Linked DNA regions of Zea mays: region 2 is linked to region 1. Evidence: chromatin contacts called from public Hi-C data. All regions are on one chromosome and are shown on one strand. Each heading gives the region's core, a stretch centred on a gene start, on an enhancer-like site or on the middle of the called end of the contact. The rest is flanking DNA. Distances are from core to core; before and after follow the strand shown. Region 1 holds the start of LOC103633138 (NAC domain-containing protein 86). Region 2 holds the start of LOC100281248 (chlorophyll a-b binding protein 2).

Region 1 (7,573 bases), core at 2,963-5,462:
TTATGGAAGGTAAAAAGAAAACTAAAGGTCCATGCAGCCATGAGGCCTTCCAGCGTCAATGAGCTTGCATTGCTATCTATTTAGCCATCTAGATCAGACAAAACTTTTGACTTTGGATTCTGATAAAGGAGCACTCGAGTACAAAGGATCGTCATTCACGGTTTTAGTCTAGCATATATGTCTGTGGATGCATAAACTTGATTGTCTTCCCCCGTAATAGATATGGTCTAGTTCCTTTCTTTCTTTAAATGAAAGATTTTATAAACAGTGATCACAGTCTCAACCAATATAACAGAGATTTTATTTGATTTCAACCTTGGTTGGGGAACAATGCGTTCTATCCATCCTGAGCTAACTTGCTGTTTTCTTCTTCTTAACTTCCCCAACCCTACAATGACAACATGCATTTAAAGAGGTCTGCAACTGTAGCCTTACCCAATTCTACAGAAAAGACATGCACCCCTTTGAGCAGCATGTGGTCGAAAGCAAATTTTGCAGCTAAATGTGGATTTGCAAATTGCTTTTGCAGTTGATATGCCGGTTGAAATGGCGGAACAGTTCAAAGGTGGTGACGTGGTGTGTTGACATCAAGGAGGCGCTCTGAACATTACAGAGGCTACATTCTTGTGACGAAGTGTCACCATGAAGATGCTTGTAATGTAGACTTCTGAACTTTAGTTTTGCTTGATACCTAGAAACATGATAGAATACAACAGTACTACTTTGCTAAAATCTACAGAATTCTTCAGCATATTGATTATCTTAAGTCTGCTATCATGTCACTTCTCGGAGGTAATTTGCTGTGACATGTTGAAAAATGAATCCCAAGAATGTCAAGGTAGGAGGTGCAAAGCATTTCTATATAGCCAAACTGGTCATAGTTATTGACCTGGAAGGGGTTCTGATTGACATTCCAGAAAGGGCTGCTGCAACATCATGTGTTTAACCACTGACATTACTTATGGAATAGTATTTCTTCAATCCTTTCATCCTTTGTGAACCCAAGTGTTTTTAGCTCAGCGTAGCATCGATACTGACAGCATGTGATCTAACGCCTGCTGTTAGGCTTTTCCATATTAGCGGATCTATAGAGACCTTTATATATGTTCTCCAGACTTCACTCATGTTCTGTATATATGATACTTACTCCGTTCTTTTTTATTTATCGTCGTATAGTTTAAAAATGAACTAGCGGGCGACAAATATTCGAGAATGGAGGTAGTATAATTTTAAGAAAAAAAAACACTGATGTCTGAACAAGATATACAGCCTTTCTGCTGGTTATATATGCTTAAAGTGAAAACCGGTTTCTTACATGTGTAAGTAGATATTTGATGTGTTGCAAAATGAGGCATTGTTTTTGACAAATAATCTCCAAACTTTTCAGTAACATAATATTTATATATGTCAATATATGCAAATATTCTCATCTTATGATAACATGTACACCAGTGAACTGTTGAATTCTTTTTTTGTTTTCCCATTTTATTGGCAGAACTCGGATGCAATTAGTAAGATGAGCAGAATAGTTAGATTTTGGAGATCGATACAAGTTAAGAGGACAGGTATAATATTCATAATAATTGTCTTCAATTTCCATTCATAATGCGCATTATATTTCATCTGACATATAGGCACAAGACAAAAACTATGCAATTGCATAGCTACAACCAGTATGCTTCACATAAGAGAAAAAAAGACACCACTCAAAAAGTACAATACATGCGATGGAAAACCCAAAGAAGAAGAAAATAAGGGGGAGCTGGTTGTTTTATATACTATATATATATAATATAGGAGTATATATAACCCTCCTTATGAACTCAACTCAAGGAAGGATTCTGAGAACAATCTTGAGGCGGCAACGATCCTTCAACCCCCAGCAATAGGATGGAAGCTGAAAACCCCAAAGATGCATGCTTATTGTGCTATGATCTTACACTTTGTAGACATGATCACGGTGGTTATTGATGGCTAGCCGGCATCATCATCACCATCTCGATCAGAGAAAAAGGAGGAAAAATAGTTATTAGGAGGATTTCTCAGTCGCATCATTTTTGAACAACAGATAAAAGGGTTTCAGCTGGCCAGGGCCACACGGGAGGTGCTCTCCTCGGCGCCGTCCGCCGTGCTGGAGCACCACGCGTCGTCGGATATGAACTGCATCCAGGACTCATCCTTTTCCGCGTCGTCGTCGGCTCCACCGGATGTGGACGCGACGGGCACATCCGGCGACGAGGTCTGGTACTCCTGGCTGCCGCTGGTGAGCAGCTGCTGGCAGGCGCCCTCCAGCAGCGCCATGCTGCACTGCGCTTGCAGGCCGTCCACCTCGGTGCAGATGGCGTTCTTCTTGAAGACCCGGCATAATGCATAGGTGTCCTGAGTATGAGAATGCCAGCACAGAGCAAGGGAAAAGTCATTAATAACCAGTAATATCTAGTACGACACTGACGCATGCATGATTATGTTTGTACTACATTTGCTATATCTCGAACATAAACCATGCATGCCCTTTACTAATTACTGTTATACTCTATTAGGAAAGAGAGGACGTAGATTTGCGCAAGAGAAAGGGACGGCGAGGGAAGAGAAGGGTGTGCGAGGCTGATGATGGATTCAACATGGAATAAAGCAGAAAGCGCGGGACACCGACTCGCTCCGCGCCATGAGAGCGGGAAGAGGGAGAAACGGTTTGCTTTGCCCTTTAATACGTCATGGACGACATGATCAATGGACAGCCCAATGGTGATCATGTCTGCTGATCGACGGTGCTTGAAAAAAGAGCAGATTAGAGAGGATTCACGGCCAATCTACTAGACTACTGTATATAGAGACACGAGAAAGGAGGGCTAGCTAGCATCCGAAAAATTTATGTGTCGATAAGAGGACAGAAAGAATTAAAGGGGCCCAACGTCATGATGTATCAACATGCACTACGTACACAGCACGTGGTATATCACGATCATCATGATGAAATCACGATCTAGCTAGCTAGCTACGTACTTCAGTAGTATAGCTAGCTGCTGGTAATCAGTTGAGCATGCATACCGGCCAGTTCATTGTAATTGTAAGCTACTACCGGCAGCAGGTAATCACAAAGCCAATGCAAGCTGCTAGTAGCATAGCAGGTAGGTAATAACCTGGATGGGCAGCGTGTCCTCGGCGTCCTTGTCGTCGAGGCGGTACTCGTGCATGACCCAGTCGGTGCGGACCCCCTGCGGCGCGCGGCCGCGGTAGTAGACGAGCGTCTTCTTCATGCCGATGGAGCGGCCGCCGTGGTGCAGCACGCGGCGGTCCTTGCCCGTGGACTTCCAGTACCCCGCCCGCGTCGCGCGGTTGGTGCGGAACCCGTTGGGGTACTTGCGGTCCCGTGGCCCGAAGAAGTACCACTCAGGGTCACGGCTCGGCAGGAACGACTTGTCTGTGCATGCATGAAATGAAATATTCAGATCATCATCATATGCAAGCACAAAAATAATCACGAATTCACGGTCGATCGATCGTCGTATCTCGATCAAGCCGCGGTGCGGCGGATTGAGTTTGAGTGCAGCAGAGAGAGGACGAGAGCGAGATGCACGGAAGGGGAAGAAGGCATGCATGTGTATAATACGTACCTGCGAGCTCCCATGGCTCGCACTTGTAGAGGTCGACCTCAGGGATGATGTCCAGCTCGATCTTCAGCCCGTGGATCTTGCGCTTCAGGTAGTAGTTCACCAGCTCCTCGTCCGTCGGGTGGAACCGGAAGCCCGGCGGGAGCCCCACCGGCGCCATGATGATGATACCGATCTGTCTCTCTCTCCCTCTCTCTCCGGCGGCGGCGGTGAAGCGATGAGCTACTACTTAAACGAAGCAGCAGAAGTACGTACTGATGATACCACCGCCGCGCGCCGGCCGGCGGATGATGACAGACGCCGAGGAGGAGGGCGCCCGGCCGGCGGTGCACCGGCTGGCGAGAGGATCCTACACAGCAGCTCGCTAGCTAGCACGCGCGGGGGTGTGTGATCTGATGAGCGTTGCCAAAGACACCTTGCTTGCTCTCTTCCTCTTTGGGCACTGCTGCGGATCGATGCCTTTACCTGCAGCGGAACCCCGGCCCCTTATAAGCAGTTTTTCTCCCGATCGATCGCCGGCGTCAGCAGGTGGTGGTGGCCCGGCCTGGCTCTGGGTCTGGGGTCGGTCGACACGGGCACACAGACACAGTCATGCCTCTCTTACGATTCTGGGCGATCGGATGGCCACCTTTATTTGTCGCTTTCCCAGATTCCCTAGCTAGCCCTCAGCCCCTCACAAGCTTGCCACTTTTTGTTTTCCGTGGGCTCCAGCTCCAGCTCCAGGATCATGCTTGCCGCCCATGGCCCCTTCTTCTCTAGGGTGAGTTTGGTTGCGGGACAGTAAGGGGATAGTCATGTTCTCAATCCCTGATCCCAACCAAACAAACTTATTTAAGAGATCGTCCCGTCCCATCCCATCCTATCATTGCAAACAAACGCACTCTAAAAGTCCAGTCTAGACGACTAGACTCCTCTCTTCTAGTTCCAACCCCTGCATTATATTGACAGATGCATACCGACCTGGGTCTCCCCTCTGCCCCTCGCTGATTTACTAGCTGCAGTACATCGCGGCGCAGGTTTTACTCTAAAGTCTAGTGTGGAGATACAAAAGCTTAGTTTTTTTTTAATTTTTTCACTAAGGAGACATACAAAATCCCTTCCTTTTTTTATGTCTCCCTATATATAGTCCCTATTCTCCCTGGTCTATATTTGATCTTGAGTACTTTTTTGGTTGATGAGAGATTGATATGTACGAATCGTTCTGTTATAGATTATGGGGATCACATACATTAGACCGCTTCACTTCTACAGAAATTAATATTTTTCAGTCATGTAAGTTTTTTTTTTGACAGAGACAACTTTATTTTTCGTCACCTTTAAGAATACATTTATAGAGTTGCTTCTATTTTTAAAGGCGGCTCTAGCTGTCTCTATAAATCTAATTTCCAGCTGTCTCTGTAAATCGGTGAATCGAGGTAGAAAAATAGAGGTACCCCGTTTTCATAGAGGCGTTCTAGCCGTCCGTCTCTATAGATCCGGCCTATGTAGCTTGTCGGTGATCAAAAGAGCATAGTATATCCTAGGGTAGGCTGCTGAAATTGAATTTTGTAGTACCTAGCTAGTTAGATATCTGATCGCTCAAACTCTCCATGCGTACGTGTAGTTCCAGACACCCCAGTTCCATTATATTTTGGAGCGCAAAACAAGCTTGATCGGTTATGTTTGCTTAACCCTACTTAAGTTTGGTGTTTCAAAGTCGTGTTCAACCTTGCTAATAAAAAATGTTTCCAACTTTGCTGGTATTTATATATTATTGGTTCTTGTTTTATATCTCCTCGGTCCTGAGGAGTGAGGAGACAACAATGTGTCACCAACTTTGCCATGAATAAGGGCTTGTTCTATTATTTATGTTATATGTGGATTAGATTGAAATGTATTTTAACTTGTTATGGATTTTAATCGACTCAATACCATCTAATACGTATGGATTCGCATCAAAAAAACGACAAGCCGTAATGTGGATCGAGCTGCGTGTGTATCTGTGTCACTGTGTGTACTCCGTGACAAAAAGCAGAAAAGAAAGGCAACGGGAGAAGGAAGCTAAGATAAAGAATGGAAGGAAAAAATATCTTTGGAAGTCTTGAGGAAGAAGGGGATACAGAGGAGCTTTGCTGTCTCAGCTTTAATTTACTTTCAGGGACCGGATCCATATCCATGATCGTCACCAAATTTGAAGGACAAGCGAAGCACTGCATGTACATTATGCAAAATAGATAAGGGCATGTTCGGTTAGTTCGGAACGGAGGCCTAGAATTATTCCCGTTCGAATTGATTATCTAAATTTATATAAGATCTCATCGGATGGAATAAATTCTAGACCCAATCCAGAACAACCGAACATGTCCTAAATGTATGTACAAAAACTGCTGGACTTTAATTTCTATCTTCTTAACATCTCACATAATCGAAGTCTAACTAATCTACAATTTTAAGGCTACTCGGTTTTCAATATATATTAACAAGAGACCTTTTATATATCTTGCAAATGTCATAAGACTTTCTTAACGGTTTTTCGGTGTTATATCTCTGGATTCATTTGGAATCTACCAAGCATCCTAGTTATGAATTCTAAGACAAGTACATATTTAAGCATACATTATGCTTCCAACAAATAAACTCACATAACCGATTTTATTCAATCGATCTTATATTGGTTCCTATCTAGGGTCTTGATCACTCTCCAACTTATTGTCTTTAACTATCAGAGCATGTGTGCAATTACACACATGTATGCTAATTTTTAAAAATAACGTCGATGTCTTGACCCAAGGGTCTGATCAACCAGTGAAATAATGTTGTGTGCCCTTAACCCTAGATGGGTGATGCAAGATGACACAAGTCTTTATTCTAGTTCGGGCAAAAGAAAGGCCTACTTCCAGTAGAGGGGATGAGACTTATATTACTTGCACCTAAGTGTGCTTGCAGTAGGGAATACAAGCTGAGCGGGAGAGGGAAGGATCCCAAGTCCATGGGCTTGATTGAGGCAAGGACCAATATCGTGGTGGAGGAGAAAACCATGAAGTGTTCTCCTGCCTCCCTGAAGCCGTAGGCTGCCCTATTTATAGCCTCAAGGAGGGCTGCTTGGAGTACCAGAGTTGGCCATGTACGGTGAGGAGGCGAAGCCGAGCCCCTGTAGATGGTATGGCCCGAAGCATGGGTCATGTACTTGCTGTTGACTTGTGCCCGCTCGATTTCTGCTGAGAGCCGAGGCCAGGGCCGAGGGTTCGGTCACGTACTCGAGCCCCCCTGCCAAGGAGGTTGCCCATGTCGTAGTGGTTGACACGGTGCTGAATATGGAAAAAAGACATTAAGTAATACGTTAGCTCTACAATATATGGTGATGTCGGGCGCCTTTCCGTTGCGGATATCGCGGCTGGAGCCGGGCTCGCGCGAGGCGGAAATCCGACCGATGTCACGACCGAGCCCGCTCCAGGATTCGTAGACGTGCGCACCACAGTTGAAGGAGTGGCCTCCTGCAGGATTCGCGAGGAGCATGTATCGAGGCCGGGCTCGCGCGAGGCAGAGTTTTGCCCGAGCCCGAAGTCGACTTCAAGCGAGGCAGAGTTTGCGCCCGAGGGCCATCCCGCGCTCTTGTCGTATTGTGTGTCCCAATGGTAGTGGGCAAGCAGCGTGCAGGAACAGTGGTCACATGCGTCATCGTAGTCGGTGAATCTTGATAGGACCGCGGTCTTGTTGCTCCTGTTCACCTGCAACTCTGCGTGGGGTATGTATGCGCATTGAATGTTCCTGTCTCCTGCAGACTTCGACTGAGTCTTGCCTCGGGGTTGTCTTTGTTACATGAGACGAGCTTGGGCGAGGCGGAGACAGCGGTTCAGGGGAGAGGGGACCTCGGCCGGAACGAGGATTCTCCCAAGAACATACCCTATCCAAGGGCAGGCTCGGGGGAGGCGGAGGCGCGGAGCTATGGTGACCCCTGAGGGGGGTCTCGGGCGAAGCGTTGT
Region 2 (7,173 bases), core at 1,730-4,229, 490 kb after region 1:
CTCATATCTATCCTCGTTCGGGTTTCGGGTCCCCATTGGGTCCCCATACTCAATTAAGGGATAACTAGGTACTAACATCTAGCACAAACTCTCCAGATTTTAGACATCACCACATCAGCAAGCACTCATTCACGAACCATGATCCATTCATCCATCATCAGAAAAAATCAGTACTTCGGGACCAATAGAAGAAATGGAGAAATAGAGTATGCACACCTTCCTTGGTCACCATCCGAGTTTGTTGGCGCATGAGATCCATGGTCGTCATCCTAGGCTCCTAGCATTCAGCGATGCTCCTCGTCGCTGGTGAAGTCGCCAGTGTGCAATGCCAGTGCAACTGTCCAGTGTACAATGCTAGCGCATCTATCTAGGCGTGCGGCGGTTGGTCGGCTGGGCAAGGCGTAGCGTATGGCTGGTTATTTTAAGATTTTGTTTTTTTGCTAGTCTGATAATTGCCTTGCCGTGTTGCCTTGTTGGGCTAAGACCTGGGGCCTGGTGCGCTGCCATGCTGGGCTTGGTGGCCGGCTTGACCTCAACTCATTCATACAAACATGTGAGACGTACACATATGAAATACCCATGGGTAATCGGGTTCGGATTATCGCTTCCCAAACCTATACCCGTTTACCTAATGGATAAAAATTTTGTCTCATATCCATACCCATGGTGACAATTTTTGTCCTATACCCGTACTCTAATAGGGAAATTCCCCACGAGAAGACATCTATATCTATGGTTGTAATAGTCATTGTGTTCTAAGAGTTTAAGATATCTTCGCTTAAGCTCCATTTCACTATTTATCTGCGCTGAATATGCCGGGTGATTGGGCTTTGGTAGTGTTGTGCATCCAACTCTTAGATCTTGTCTGAACTATACACACGTGCGAGCTGTGCATTGTAATTATAAAAAATCAGAGAATAAATAGTAGTTCTCTCTATGTTGGATCTTTGTGTTTTTCTACTTGTATCGACTAGCTGGCGACATATTTCATAACATATATAGTTCGCATAGACTGGTGTAACACCATGACACTTAGCGACCATTTCAGAGACATAATCATATACAGGACAGGAATTTTGAAGAAATGATTTTATTTTCGTTATTAGGAAATTAAAGCAATGCTGAGAAGACGATAGAGCAATGCTGGTGTCATCGGTACCAACAGGTAGCCAACTGGGCTGAATTGGGTGGACACAATCCAACAAAATGATGAGAGAAGGTTCTTGTGTTGGTTGTTTGTGTCTTATTGTGAAAGAATTACATAAATGATCACTTTAGGAAAGATTTGTTCGGTTAGAAGTGAATTTAAGAGGAGGATTTAAATCTATTTCTAGTCAAATTTGAATAGAGATAGATTTAATCCACTTAAATTCTGTCCGATTACCATATAAGGGTTAGTTTGGTTGCGTCTGAATCAAAATGGATTGAGAGAGATTAAATCCTTTTTATTTAATTTTAACTAGTGAGAGATTTAGTCCTGTATAATCCGCTTCGATCCAGACGTAACTGAACAAGCGCTAAAAGAGGTACAGTGTGGTCATAAGACATGGACGATCGACTGTGTGAATTTACGCATTTCATTCATATGCAGGGTCAGGATAAAGCTGTGTCATTAGATGGTGCAAATGCATTCTCGATTTTTTTTTAAAAAAAATATTTTGATTAAAATTTCTCCATATATATGCTGCTCATATGATATATACAAGTATATGCATCTGTTAAGACAAGTATACCCTCTTTCTATTTTCTCTAGATTCGTTCGTTACTGTTTAAGTGCATATCTTATTTGTTTGCCCACATTTAAATGGTATAAGACTACTTTCATTTTCATTGATATCTGCTGTTTATCCAAGCACATTTATGCTTGCCTTCTTAAGATAAAGAGCTAGAGAGAAAAAGGAGTATAGAAGAAAAACAAATTAATGGATATCAACAATTAACCAGCAGGAAACAAAAACCACCACTATTGCACAAACATGGTTCATCTTAGTGTACAACGCCAACTCATCATCTCGACTTGCCTATGCAATGCAACGTGAAACAAAAGACACACATGCATCTCGCAGCATCAATCAATCCACGTACGTACACCCTCTCCGATCCGAAAGACAATGAAGTTGCATAGCATAGCCGTTGAGCTTAGTTGCCGGGGACGAAGTTGGTGGCGTAGGCCCATGCGTTGTTGTTGACTGGGTCAGCGATGTGGTCAGCGAGGTTCTCGAGCGGGCCCTTGCCGGTGACGATGGCCTGGACGAAGAAGCCGAACATGGAAAACATGGCGAGGCGGCCGTTCTTGAGCTCCTTCACCTTGAGCTCGGCGAAGGCCTCGGGGTCGTCGGCCAGGCCGAGGGGGTCGAAGCTGCCGCCAGGGTACAGCGGGTCGACGACCTCGCCGAGCGGCCCGCCGGCAATGCGGTAGCCCTCGACGGCACCCATGAGCACGACCTGGCAGGCCCAGATGGCGAGGATGCTCTGCGCGTGGATCAGGCTGGGGTTGCCGAGGTAGTCCAGCCCGCCCTCGCTGAAGATCTGGGAGCCGGCCTTGAACCAGACGGCCTCGCCGAACTTGACGCCGTTGCGGGAGAGCAGCTCGGGGAAGACGCAGCCGAGCGCGCCGAGCATGGCCCAGCGGGAGTGGATCACCTCCAGCTCGCGGTTCTTGGCGAATGTCTCGGGGTCGGCGGACAGCCCGGCGGTGTCCCAGCCGTAGTCGCCGGGGAACTCGCCGGTGAGGTAGCTCGGGGGCTCGCCGGAGAAGGGGCCGAGGTACTTGACGCGGTCGGGGCCGTACCAGGGGCTGCCGGACGCCGCCACCTTGGGCTTGCCCACGGTCTTGCGCATGGTGATGCGGCCCTCGCCGAAGGAACCCACCTTGATGGGGGTGCCGGCCATCGCCGTGGAGGAGATCGCCATGGTGGAGGCAGCCATTGCTGAAGCTGAGCGTGAAAGTGTTGGACCGGTTGCTATAGATGCCGCTGGTGGAGTGTACCGTGGGGGGCGCACCTGGCTAAATAGCGTCGCCGGCGATCGGGTCCTTATCTCGTGGAATCTTAAGACGAGTTGCCATTGGCTCGCCGGAGGTGAGGTGGGCGGATGGGGTGGCTGATGTGGCCGCGCGCTGGCCACCAGGTCTCCGCCAGTCGCCAGATATTCTCACCGCGCCGGGCTTTTGTTTTTGCCGTGCCCGGTGCCCCTCGCGGTGAATTTTGCGGCGTCGCTAGGTGTTGGGCTCGCTGGCGTCCTATTGGCCGGTTGATCTGATACTGGCAGATATTTCGGTTGGTGTGAGTGTGACGTGGCCTCCCCTCCTTCGGATTGTTCTAGATCAATTGATCCATTTGTGGTTGTGGTTTGCCTTGACTAGTGGTAGTGGGTTCATCAGTTCATGACGCTCGGCTTAGGTGGGCTAGGCTCAAAAGCTCAACTCAGAATAGTTTTGGGCTAGGCCTTGTTCTGTAAGGGGTCGGTTCGTGGGCAACGAGGACTCCAAACGGGCTGCGTGCACGGACATCTCACCCTTGTCGCGGCGTCGTGCACCCGAGTAGGCCGGTTGTGTCGATCTGTGGAGAGGAGACACGTCACGTTACGATCCCCAACTTAACGCCGATCGGAGGCCGGAGAGACCGGCTCAGCCTCGCTCCGCCGCCGCCGGCGACCATGTCCCTGGCGGCTATCTTCGTCTTCCTCATCGTGTCCGCGCTGCAGCTGCTCTACCGCTACCTCGACCTCGCCAGAAAGGTCAGCGCCGCCCCCCTCCCCATCGCGCGTTGCGCCTCCCATCCGTCTCCTAGTCTCGAGACCTGGATCTTCCGTGAATTCTGATTGGGCGGAAGAGTAGCCTACCATCAGTTCCATCTATTTCGTCCATGAATTGAACTCTGATTCCGAGGAACTATTTCCCATGGCCCTAGACAGTTTGGATTTTGATGCAAATTTCTCAACCTTTGGCCGAGGCGACTGTAACTGTTGAATGCAGGCTCGAGTCTTTGTCTTCCCGGTCTCCCTATCTGTTAGCCTGTAGTCTGCGGTTTTGTATTTATTTCGCTCTAGTGTTTCCACTTGCCACTCATGCGTTCTGTGCTTTTGTCATCCAGAGCGGAGGACTTAGTGATGAGCAGATCAAAGTGCGGCTTGAAATCAAGCAACTTCTCAAGGAGGCTGATCAGTTGTCAACGTAGGCAATTAACCTTCCTTTCGCTGTGACTCAGAGTTTCCCTATTGATCGAAGAATGATTTCCAACTGCAAATTACTCCTCGCTTCTTTGCCTGTATGTCTGCTGTAGGCCGTCCACATTTGCACAAGCTGCTAAACTCAAGCGCCTGGCTGCTGCCAAGGAGAAGGAACTGGCAAAAAGTGAGTGCTGAACTCTCATTGTCTTGTTCTGTAGCTATTCGTCTAATCGTCTTGGCCTCATCGCTTGTAAGTTGTAATACAGTACCGGAAGGCCCTGTATTTTTGGAAATGCTAGGTAGTTGCATTCCGTAGCATTGCTGTTGTTTGTTCGGGAGCAAAATTTAGCTTCTTTGTTATTTGTGCAAAATGAGGTGATGCTCCCATGATGCATTTTAACCTTCATAACTTTTTTTTCCTTTGCCTGCTTTACAGTGCAGGAACATGACCTTAAAGGGAAGCAATCCTTATACGACAAATACACAAAATTTTTGTTGGTTACTAAGGTGCTCCTATGTGAACTACCTTCTATGTCTGGTTTTCTTGTTTTGCCATGTGCTATACCTTATTAATACTAATCTTGTTCATCAAATAGGTCATAATTTATGCTGTGCTCGTTCTGTGCTTTTGGAGTACTCCTGTAACTGCAGTTCCACAACATCTTCTACAGCCCTTCGGTATGTTGATGCCACTCGCCAGAGTGTTCTAGATTGATTGTTACTCGGTATTAGCCCCTTGGGTGATGCACGAGTGACTAGTCTATTTATTTATCAGCAGAATATATCCAACATATTAATAGTCTGGTTGACTTTTGCACAATTTGAATCTGAGAACTGCGAGAGGAAATTTTCACACACCTAGCAACACTGACCCAATATGTGGAGTGACTTACTTCCCACATTCATTTCACAACTACTGCCAGAATATAAATGAATATGATTTTATACATATGACATACAAGTACTACGGTAGAAAGGCTGTGAATTGTTGTCCGAAAAAAAGGTAACTCGTTTGTGCAATCCAAGCGATTATCTAAAGGGTCAATGCTGCATCACTAGATCTTTAGATCCATTTTCAGATCAGCAATATAACTATTTGCCTTTTGGGTTGTCGAGTAGCAACATTCTTCGTAGATGGACATCCTTATGTATACTGTCAGGAAACAATTCATTTTCTTTGATTTCTCTTAGTTTCTTACATATGTGTGGTTCATGTAACCAATAATAATAATGGTGACACTTCAAATGTTTTTACAGGAAAAATGTTTTCCTGGAGAGGTGTTGATACTGCCACCGGCAATGTTGTGGTAAATACTGATTACTGTGGACCTTTTAAACTTTATGGGACACTGCAATTAAGATAGCTTTATTCGATTCATTGGTGAAATGCTGACATGAATCGAAATAACAGCATTACGTCTGTGGAGTTAGCTTAGCTTACTTGTATGTATGAAAGTGGATGGATGATGATCAGAGAAACCCACTTGCTCCAAATTTCCCTAGTAGCCCTTGAACATGGTGTGCCCTCAGGGGCGGATCTGGGCCCAGGGCTGGGGGCTGCAGCTCAGGCTCAGGTCCAGCCCCGAATACCTCCATGTAGTATACCCCCTCAACATCCCATGGGAGATGCAGCTAAGAAGGCACAGCCCCACCCGTTGAACACTAAAACATAGCACTTCAGTCTGAGATGCTGCACGCAAATCTCCTGCTGTGAATTCGTTTTTTTCGTCTTCTTCTTCGTTGGCGGCACTCTTCCAGCCCCGGACCCCAGAGGCCCAGACCTTAGAATTCTCTCGGAATCCCCAACCCTTCCTCGGGCTGACCCGCTGCCTGCCCTGGCTCGTGAGTCATGACCCTTCCGGTAGCGTTTGTCTGCTTGCCACAGCATCCACCACGTCAGGACCCAAGACGCCAACTCCAGTTGTCTGTGCCCCTCTCGGCCTCTCCCCTGCTGTGTTACAATGCTGCTAGCAGCACAGGTATTGGAAGAAAAAATACAAAATTGAACCTAACCCATTGTGATTGTTGATTATTATTTTTTATAATAATTGGTTCTAGTTGGATTGTGGTCGGAGTGAGAAAGATCAAAGACGTGTCCAAAAATAGAGGGAAAAGGGCCATGGATTGATGTATGACATTCTTTGTTACGATTTTTGTACCCACAAAGTTGCTTTAGATGTTGTTTCACCATTTTTGAATCGATATTATTGTCTGTGATCCTTATTCATAAATTATGTATCATTTTTTTAGTTTACCTTTAACAATATCTGTAAAGTCGATGCGCCACTGATGTGCCTTGTATGCAATGCTACTAGGTGGAAATCTGCACCTTGTTTTTTTTTCCCCGCAGTCCCTGACGTGGTGGTTGCCCTGGTGCAGGTTGGAATACTCCCGTGGCTGTTTTTGACCTCTCGGGTCAGCAAGATGCTGTGCCAGAAACTGGGCTTCGTGCTTGTGCGTCCGTAGCGCCTTTCCATGAGAAAGTCAGCAAGTTGCTGCACCTAAACAAGACTGCTAACTTTGTTCTTCTTCTATATCTTTTTATAATCAACTGTTTCACTTATTGTCCACTATATACTCTGTCCGTTCTTTTTTAATTGTCGTGTTTTAGTTTAAAAATTAGCGGGCGATAAATATTCGAGAACGGACTTGTAGTCATATAAATTTGCTGTGCTATGTGCTCAAGCGGATACGTGTATAAGTTACTAGTAGCCGTGAATGATGTGTAGTTTTTCCCCCTTTCCCTACCGCGGGCATCCCTGTGGTGTTGCTAACCTGTCAAACTGCATCCACGAGGGGTCTGAAATTGTGCCCTTTTCCAGCGAAGCAGTGGTGCTCTTGGCAGGCCGGGGGCATCTTTCAATTCGAGAAAGAGGAAACCGTTGGACCATCACGTCCGTCAGTCCATGCCCGTGCAGCCGTGCTCCCATGCCCCTGCTCCAGCCAATTAGAGCTTCGGGACAATCTCCTTTGGGCATGTGCGTCAGCAATGGCGGGTTAACA

What was found. Hi-C and Micro-C count contacts between places; a contact is called where the count stands out from the background.
Region 2: a contact with region 1 is called in a Hi-C map of tassel, with 2.8 times the contacts expected there. The contact joins the promoter of LOC100281248 here to the promoter of LOC103633138 in region 1. A contact is called at or near these places in 6 of 25 Hi-C or Micro-C datasets (bundle sheath, ear, leaf and 1 more) and 1 of 3 datasets of contacts at active chromatin or transcription factors (leaf).

What each region holds. Positions count from the first base shown.
Region 1 is chr7:152,981,750-152,989,322 of Zm-B73-REFERENCE-NAM-5.0, forward strand. It overlaps LOC103633138 (NAC domain-containing protein 86), which reads right to left and starts at 4,213. Exons shown (of 3, transcript XM_008654815.4): 1 at 3,615-4,213; 2 at 3,141-3,421; 3 at 1,569-2,379. The coding sequence starts at 3,771. The coding sequence ends at 2,080.
Region 2 is chr7:153,469,617-153,476,789 of Zm-B73-REFERENCE-NAM-5.0, forward strand. It overlaps LOC100281248 (chlorophyll a-b binding protein 2), which reads right to left and starts at 2,980. Exons shown (of 1, transcript NM_001154167.2): 1 at 1,903-2,980. The coding sequence starts at 2,928. The coding sequence ends at 2,140. LOC100276891 reads left to right here and starts at 3,553. Exons shown (of 7, transcript NM_001150592.1): 1 at 3,553-3,738; 2 at 4,095-4,174; 3 at 4,284-4,354; 4 at 4,607-4,677; 5 at 4,767-4,848; 6 at 5,428-5,477; 7 at 6,550-6,892. The coding sequence starts at 3,658. The coding sequence ends at 6,636.